Linked DNA regions of Zea mays: regions 1 and 2 are each linked to region 3. A link is a contact called in public Hi-C data. All regions are on one chromosome and are shown on one strand. Each heading gives the region's core, a stretch centred on a gene start, on an enhancer-like site or on the middle of the called end of the contact. The rest is flanking DNA. Distances are from core to core; before and after follow the strand shown.

Region 1 (2,893 bases), core at 386-2,885, 240 kb before region 3:
CCTTGGTGGGCTTCGCCAGCAGGTCCGTGTACTGCTGGAACGGAGTCATGGAGAACTTGGTCTGACTCCAGAATTCAGGAGTAAGGAAGCCGTAGGTCTTCATGAGGCAGTCGAAGGTTGCCTGCGCACAACCAAACCAGATGGCTTATGAATGGCACTGGATAGACATATATAATAACGTAGGACTATGAATTAAATTGCAATACAGCCAAAAGGTTAATACATGCTAACAGATCGAGTTCTGGTGTAACCACATAAGAGACTTATATACTTTAGAATTTCCAATACTTCAGGACTCCATGATAAGTCTCCGGCACCATCACAGAATATGCAACAAAAAAAATGATGTGTGCAACATGATTCAAACCCAGGCCAGTCACCTCAACGACGATTGGCCTCTACCTCTACGGCAGAAGTCTGTTTGTGTTATATGAAGAGGTGATATTATAAATATACATACTAATGATTGGAAAGTAAAAAATGCGATGATGTTTGAATAAATATCTCATTTAAACAAGATCTACCTATATAATATGTAGAAACCATAGAAACGTACAGGCAACTAACTAGTATACGTAAATGAAAGAATGCTGCTATGTAAATGTAGAACTTTTGGAAGATAGTTTAGAACTTTATACCAATTTCTGACCATGTTCCAATAAAGGCCATTAAGAATGCACAATTTCATGCTAGAGCAAGTAGGCAGCCAATAATAAGTGTCCAACCAATATGAAACCACAGCAAAACTAGTATAACCAAGTATGAATTAGAAAACCGCATGAATCAGTAGCTCATCGTTGCATCTATTAATACCAGTCCTAAGGTGCCGAAATTGCACATGCCTAGGTGTATATTAGAAACGCAACATTATAGTATGAATAAGAGCAAAACGGTCTTCGTAGTAGTACCTTGACGAAGTTGCCAAGGGTCTTAGTGGAGCCACGGGACGAGGTGAAGACATCCTCAATGCCAGCGAACTGCAGCACCTTCTTGGGCACGCGCGCGGCGACGATGCCAGAACCCCTGGGCGCAGGCACCATGCGCACGGTGACGGACCCGCACTTGCCGGTGACCTTGCAGGGCACGGTGTGTGGCTGCCCAATCTTGTTTCCCCAGTAGCCTCTCCTGACGGGAACAACGGAGAGCTTGGCGAGGATGATGGCGCCGCGGATGGCGGTAGCCACCTCCTTGGCGCACTTGACTCCCAGGCCGACGTGGCCGTCGCAGTCGCCCACGACGACAAAGGCCTTGAAGCGGGTGCGCTGTCCGGCGCGGGTCTGCTTCTGAACGGGCGTGATCTTCATCACCTCGTCCTTGAGCCCCGGCACGAGGGTCTCGATGATCTGGTGCTCCTTGACGGGGAGCGAGTGGAGGTAGATCTCCTCGATCTTGGTGATCCTGTTCTCCTTGACGAGGCGGCCGAGCTTCGTAACGGGGACCCACTTCTCTTCCTCCTGACGCGGGCCGCGACGGCCGCCTCGGCGTCCGCCACGGTCGCCGCGCCCGCCGCGACCGAAGCCGCGGCCAAACCCGCCGCGCTCGCCGCCACGCTCGCCGCCGCGCTCCGCCATGGACGGGTAAAGGGGAGAATGAGGGTGGGATCGCTGCGACGCTCCGGAGGGTGATGGTGGTTTGGGGGCTACGGCGGCGCGAACAGTGGCGGTGCTGGACGGGTGGAGGTGTTTATGTGTCAGGATAGAACTAGGGTTTTCCAGTAGATGTTGCGACGGAGGCCATGGGCTGAAACATGGGCCTGGATCCAGTAAACATTCCAGGATTACAGCCCTAAGGCTCGTTTTCTATAATCGACCTTCGAGTTTTGGTTAACGGGCCATACACAATGCAATCGATCCCACCACACGGTCGGCTCGTCACAGACTCACAGTATCAGTCGAATTTTGTTTAACGGACCATACACAAATCAATCGAATTTAATCGGTTTGTATGAAAGGTTTTTATTAGTTTTTACAATAAAATGTTTTCAATCACTTTCCATTTAAAAATTGTTCCATATTATAGCTCTTATAGCACTATATTCTTATATAAGAACTAATAGATAATTCTGTACTTTAAAGATTAAAATCATTCCTAAAGCAAGTCCTAAATGAACTACATATAGACTACATATGGTGAAAAATCAATATAGCAGGTTCGAACTATTCAGCATGACCAACCCTATGGTCGCGCCAACTATCGAGAAATATTTAGTAGTGAAATTAAGGGGTGGATCGTAAAACCAAGTACGAGAGGTAAATGCAAAAGGGGCACGACGATTTGGACATGTTCAAGCTCTTTCAATGAGACAATACCCTACGTACATTGCACTATGGTGTCTATTTCTATGCAATATGATCAGATGATATGTGCTGGATGGGCGCTATTATTTCTTTTATAGTCCAAGGAGGTGTTGTTGATTAAAAAAGTCTATCTAGTCGCTAGCTAGATAAGGATAGAGTCCGGCCTTACCAGTCCCCTCTTAAAACATGGAGACTTATCTCTATCTTAAATGTGGACTCTCTTATAAGTCGAGATATGTTGTTTTTATAAAGATATCGTTCTTATCATGAATTTACATCTTCCCTTATATCTATCAAGTAGGAAGATCCTTCTCTACCACATGTAGGCCAAGCCGACAAGCCCCTTCGGTATCTGAGTCCGACAGCTTGTTCTCTTGACTTTAATCTGTACTGGTTTCTACTATTTCTACATTGTTTTGTCTTTATGGATTGCAGATGCAGCAGTGCGAATAATTGGCTTTAATCTAAAGTGAATAGCCTACGAGTCCCTCGAGTTGAGTCCGAGTCCATAGGTCCCACAGGTCAATGTCATATTTATTGAAATGTCTTCGGATACCCTTGGTACATATATGTAACATCACTAGAATATGCAGATC
Region 2 (2,700 bases), core at 114-2,613, 200 kb before region 3:
GCAGCGGCGACGTCGCGTCCTTCTGCTTGGGGGGCAGCAGCACGCCGACCGTCGAGTTCCTGAGCACCTGGGGACCGATCTCGAAGCCGTCGTTCTTGATCAGGTTGTCTGCATGCGGCCAGAGAGATTCGTCATTTAGGTTCTGCAGGCCCCCCGAACCGAAAGAGAAAGGTAAAGGTAGTGAATCCATCAGTGATACCTTTGGTCGGGTACGGCGCGGGCAGCTCCTTGATGGCGACGGCGTCCAGCAGCGGGCCGCACGCGGGGTCCTCCTGCACGCCGGGGTTGGCGAACGTGACCTGCGCGACGGGGGAGGAGGCGCGGAAGCCCCAGGCCCAGGTGTCGGCGGACGCGCCGCTGTAGAGCGTGCGCACGGCGACGTCGGCGGGCGCCGAGAGCGACGGCGCCACCGCCACGCGCAGGGCCTCGTCCTGCGCGCACGTCCGCGTCGCCGCGAACGTGAGCGCGTACAGCGCCCCCGGCCGCACCGTCACGTTCTGCGACGCCGACGCGCGGCTGCCGAGGCGCAGCGCGTGCACGCCGTGCGGCACCGCGAAGAACATGCCCCCGGGCTGGGGACCGCCCGAGACGTACTCCACGTGCCCCTGCACCGTCCACCCCGGCAGCGAGTGGCGCCCCACGATGAGGGTCTTGTTCAGCCTCCGCGGCGCCGTCTCGAAGTTGCCGTTGATGAGCATGCCTGCGCGTGTGCCACCACCACGGGTGCGTCAGCAAAAATCTGAGCTTTTGATGTCTGTCCGACGCGTATACTATTCTATTACAGCGCATTTGACGGGACATTGCTGGAACAAGATAATCAACAGCGTTCTTGGACAGGAAACCGCAAATGTGAACTGATTATGGACGGTGAAAAGTAACAGAGTGATGAAAAGAATAGCACTAGACCAGATTCACTGTCCTGCACGGATGACAGACATCTGTAGGGGTAATAAAAATGAGGCCGCTGTTTCTTCGTTTTCCTCCACGGAGATCGATCAAGCATGGACTACTACTCTAAACGCACTGCGCTGCGCTTGACAGAACAGCATGCAGATCTAAAAAGAATCCAGACGAAATGACCCCGAGCACCAGGAATGGGATAGTGGATGGAAGATTGGCACAGAAAAAAAACAGCGCGGTGATGGTGAAATCAATGAGAGGCAAGCACAGCAGCCAGCAGTGTTACCTTCGGCGTCTTGAGCATGACGAGGAGGAGGAACAGGCAGTGGGGGCGGAGCGGTGACGGCGAGCGTGGCAGCAGCCGACGACGAGGACGGGGACGAGACGGAGAGGACCAGCAGCAGCGGCAGCAGCATTCCCCACGGGAGCTCCATTGCCAAGCTCTGCCTCTCTTTCGGTTTCGCTTCCCCCTTGGCTTCTTCCCCGGGAGCTGCACCTGCCTTTATTAAGGCTTTAACAAAAACGGACGAGGAATGTTCACTGGAGACCCCCCCTTCGTTTCGATATTTACAAATCACCCCCTTGTTCATATACTATGGTTTTTGGACGATGACAAAGGTCAAAGGGAGACTATCCTGAGTGAAGTGAACACGGACAGCTGATGCACAGCACACTGTGGGGTAAAGTAAAGATGGCCCTTTTCGTCCTGTCGCACGGCGTGAAGAGCGTCATTTACCGCCGCGTCGCCGCACCCACTTCACTCCGTGAAGTGAAGTGAAGGCAGCAGGACACGGTGGACGGTTGTGGTGGTGGGTGGGTAGGTGGGTCGCCGCTGCCGGCTGCCCACCAGTAAAAAAAACACTGGCATTAATCTTCACTGGCCCGTGCAACGGAAAACTCGCGGCTGTGGCGTGGTCCATCGTAAAAGCAGGGAGCGTGGCAGCTCATCGTTTGGAGGTTGGAAGTGAGTTTGCTTGCGCGGGCTGTACGCGGATTCGCGATCACGACGGACAGGCTGCGTACGTTACGGTGCTGTACGCGGCTACAGAACGGACCACAGTGCATTGCGACGGGCTGGGCTGGGCTGGGCTGGGCACAGGCTCGCTACGTCGTGCAGGACACTGTGTCTGTAGTCTGTACCGAGCGAGTAGTAGTAGTAGTAGGCCCTACCGCATTGCATGATTTCGTCCGGCCGGCCGGTCATGTTTCCCGCCATTTCTGCCTTGGATGCCCTTGGGTGCGGGAAAGTGCGCGCGCGCGGGGGCGCCGCGTTGTGTTGTGGGGTCGCGTCGGCGGCGAGCGGCAGGCTGCCGGCTGCGTCCCCTCTTTGCCATTGCTATTGGGCAGCAGGGATACCGAGACGAGTGATGAGGCGGGTCGCGCGCGGGACAGAGCTCAGAGGTGGCGGTGCCAGTGGGGGCCACCGCCTGAGTCCGGAGGCGCGGAAAAGGACACGGCACGCGCAGCGGGAACAGGGGTCGTCATGCACGTTCCCCGCGACAGGAGGCAGAAGGACCCCGGCGCGCATGCCGCGTCCGCATGGGCGCGCGCCGTGGCTTCACGTCACTCCCCCGTCTCGCTGCCTCATTCGCGCCCCCCCGCGGGCAAGCGCCCGTGACGGTCATGTGACCCCCCTGCGTTCCTGCGCCCTTCGCGGCCCGGTTCGTGACCTCTCTCGATCGTCCTCTCCCCGCGGCCTGCTGCCGGCCGGACATGGCCCATGGGCCCCTCGCCGTCTTGCATCTGCTCGCTCCACCCAACACGCGACAAAAATCCGAGGGTATATTTGTGTATATTTCT
Region 3 (2,805 bases), core at 31-2,530:
ATGAAGCTGCAAGAGAAAAGGAAGCAAGAGAAAAGGAGACAAGAGAAAAGGAGGCAGCTCAAAGTGAAGATTTCTCCATCAAAAGGTGCATATCAGTTCTGAACACAATGGAAGAAGTGACCAAACTGGAGAATACAAAAGCATATTCAGTCTTCACCAAGAGCAAAGAGAATAGAGAGACTTTCATATGTGCATGTGAAGCGGATCAAGAATCAGCTTTGATTTGGCTAAGAAATGAGATGGCTTAGTAGGTATGATATTTGTGTCTTTACCTTCCACTCAACCATATTCACTTGGGCCTTTATCTTCCAATCTAATTGTTCCATTTGTTTGGACAGGTTTGGGTGATCAATCGATGATGCTTAGCACATCTGGAGGTTTCTTATTTTGAACTGACATGCTTAGTTCTAAAGTGATGTTTCTTCTTAGCACATATGTTCTATCTCTTAGCTGTTGAAGATGTTAGTCTATCAAGATTGTTCTTTGCGTTTGTTGGCAAGACTATAATTTGTTTGTTGCTTTGTTGTTTAAAACTATTTGGTTGGTGATGCTTAGCTGTTGCATCTGTTGAACATGTTGCTTTGCTGGTGCATTTAAAACCATTTGGCTTGTATACTTGATCAAGTATGTTGCTTTGTTTTACTGTTGTTGCAAAGTATGTTGCTTTGTTGGAACAGCAGCCTTTCAACCGTTATCTGTTGCTGCTGGAAAGCATGTCTGTTGCTGCCGAACAGGGCAAAATTGCTGGAGCTAGAAGCGTTTGAGTTGGATTACTTCTTAGGCTGGAAAGAGTGAAAGACCCGGCTACACTAAATCCTGGCCTAGAACAGTTACGGCCCTGGAATTGATCTCATGCTGCCGAACGGGCCCTAAGCATATTCGATTTTTTAAATGAATAACGCGGGTCATCTACAACTAAGGGCTTGTTCGTTTTGGTGATAATCCACATGGATTGGGTGGGATTGAGCCGGTTTAAATCTATAACAAGTCAAAATTCACTCTAATCCCACCCAATACACTCCAATACACATGTAATATCAATAACCGAACAAGGCCTAAAGAGAGACATGTTACGTTTTCTACACGACAATAGGTTTTTTGTACACTACAACTACAAGGTAACACAAAGCGATATAGCCATTCCACATTCCCCACCTGGGGCGCCAAACGGGAGACGGCGGGCAAGGGGAAAAAATCCCCCTCCTAATCACGAGCCGTCCGTGCTCGATCCGACGGCCACAAACAGAGCGGACCCATCGATATCAGACTAGGGGAGGCAGAGGAGCAACCGGCTGCCTGCCTGTCAGTCCTGTCTGGTGTGTGCACCGCGCGTCCGCGCGTCCGCCTGGCTGCCTTCGTCTCGCCCAGAACGCGTAGGCGCAGCAACAAACTAGGAAGCAACACCCAGCTGCCTCGGCGCAACCCGTCCTCTTCTACTCCAGAGGCACCTCGGCATCCGCCGACCGGTTTCCGAGAGGTTTGCTGGAGTGCACCAGCGGTGGGGCAGCAAATCTGTAACTGTACGCACCACTTCTTTCCCGTCCCCATTCTTCTGGGATTTGGGAGCTCTCTTCTCCGGTTTGGATTTCGGAGTCCGTCTCGTCTTGGGGTTGGACTGAGTGCGCTCGTCCTGTGAATCTGGATCCTGGGCACCAGTCGCGTTGGTGTAGCTGGAGCCTGGAGCCGGAAAGGTGTGGCCCTGATTTATCTCTTTGTCGATCTCGTTTTGGCGGATGGGTCGTGCTTGAAGCTGAGCGGTAGATTTCTCCCTCTACCGCCTCGTCGACTCTCTCTTTGGGTTCTCACGGGTGCTTGAGACCAGATATTTAGGTCGATGAACACAAGGGCGACGTTTGGCCTACTCTCATGCGCGCAATCTTGGTGCCTCTTGCCAGTTTTTGGGACTCCGGGGTTAGATTTTTTTGTTCTTGTGTCCCTGATTTCTTTGTAGCGGCCTAGCGGGTGAGTTCTTGAAGAGAAAGATTAGATTTTTTTTGGCTCCGAGACGTAGTAATTTTCTGTTTGCTAATTCTACTGCATGCTCCGTTCCGCCTTCTAGATCGACCGAGGAGTAGGATTCTGCCCTCTGTAAGCGTCCTTGTGCAAAGTTTACGCTTTCACTTAATATGAAGTTCTATTTTTATTTTGATCTCATCCTTGTTCGGGGTAAAGACCGTAAGATAAGAGGGCACTACATGTTTGGATGGGGAGGAAGAGCCTCTCTCTCCTCCTCTCCTTCTTTTTCTGGCCTTCTGGGCGATATAGTTTTCTAATGATTTTTGGGGCAAGGTTTTGATCTGATTTGAGTGCCCAAGTTCACTAAATCCACTGGAACTTCGATCCAAAGTTGCTCTGTTGACTTCATTCACTACCTGGTGCCTAACTACCCGTGTTCACTTCCAGGACACACGATGAATCAGGAGGCGAAGGACTCGAGGCCCTCAAGGTCTCCCAGCGAGCCAAACCTCTTCCTGCAATGGGGCAGCCGGAAGAGGCTGCGATGCGTCAAGACGCGTGACGATGGCTCGCCATCGCCGTCGCCGTCTGAAGGTCTTAGACGCGCCATACCCCGTGCTACTAGGCCCCTCCTTGGAGCTGACATTGCGGCATTCCGGCGCCCTAGCACCTTTAACCGCAGGTGTAGTTTCACCGCTTTGTTTTCACTGCCCACTACAACTACAATATACATGAGCAAGTGCCCTGAGCCCCAGAGGCCCCTGATACATTATGCAAAATGCCTTTCTGTCAGCAGGAAATCAGATTCACTAGTGAACGAGTACAGGCACTCGATGGCGCTATCGCTGG

The links. A called contact is a pair of places that touch in the nucleus more often than the background predicts.
Region 1: a contact with region 3 is called in a Hi-C map of ear, with 2.5 times the contacts expected there. The contact joins the promoter of LOC100383062 here to the promoter of LOC100193385 in region 3. A contact is called at or near these places in 5 of 25 Hi-C or Micro-C datasets (bundle sheath, ear, endosperm and 2 more).
Region 2: a Hi-C map of ear shows a contact between it and region 3, with 2.7 times the contacts expected there. The contact joins the promoter of LOC100277106 here to the promoter of LOC100193385 in region 3. A contact is called at or near these places in 3 of 25 Hi-C or Micro-C datasets (bundle sheath, ear and tassel).

What each region holds. Positions count from the first base shown.
Region 1 is chr1:297,565,954-297,568,846 of Zm-B73-REFERENCE-NAM-5.0, reverse strand. LOC100383062 (40S ribosomal protein S2-1) reads right to left here and starts at 1,635. Exons shown (of 2, transcript NM_001175738.1): 1 at 909-1,635; 2 at 1-121. The coding sequence starts at 1,571.
Region 2 is chr1:297,534,435-297,537,134 of Zm-B73-REFERENCE-NAM-5.0, reverse strand. LOC100277106 reads right to left here and starts at 1,363. Exons shown (of 3, transcript NM_001150767.2): 1 at 1,187-1,363; 2 at 200-700; 3 at 1-108. The coding sequence starts at 1,334.
Region 3 is chr1:297,329,690-297,332,494 of Zm-B73-REFERENCE-NAM-5.0, reverse strand. LOC100193385 reads left to right here and starts at 1,280. Exons shown (of 5, transcript NM_001349833.1): 1 at 1,280-1,520; 2 at 2,404-2,638; 3 at 2,750-2,805. The coding sequence starts at 2,412. LOC103644212 (a long non-coding RNA gene) reads left to right here. Exons shown (of 3, transcript XR_561533.2): 2 at 176-251; 3 at 339-456.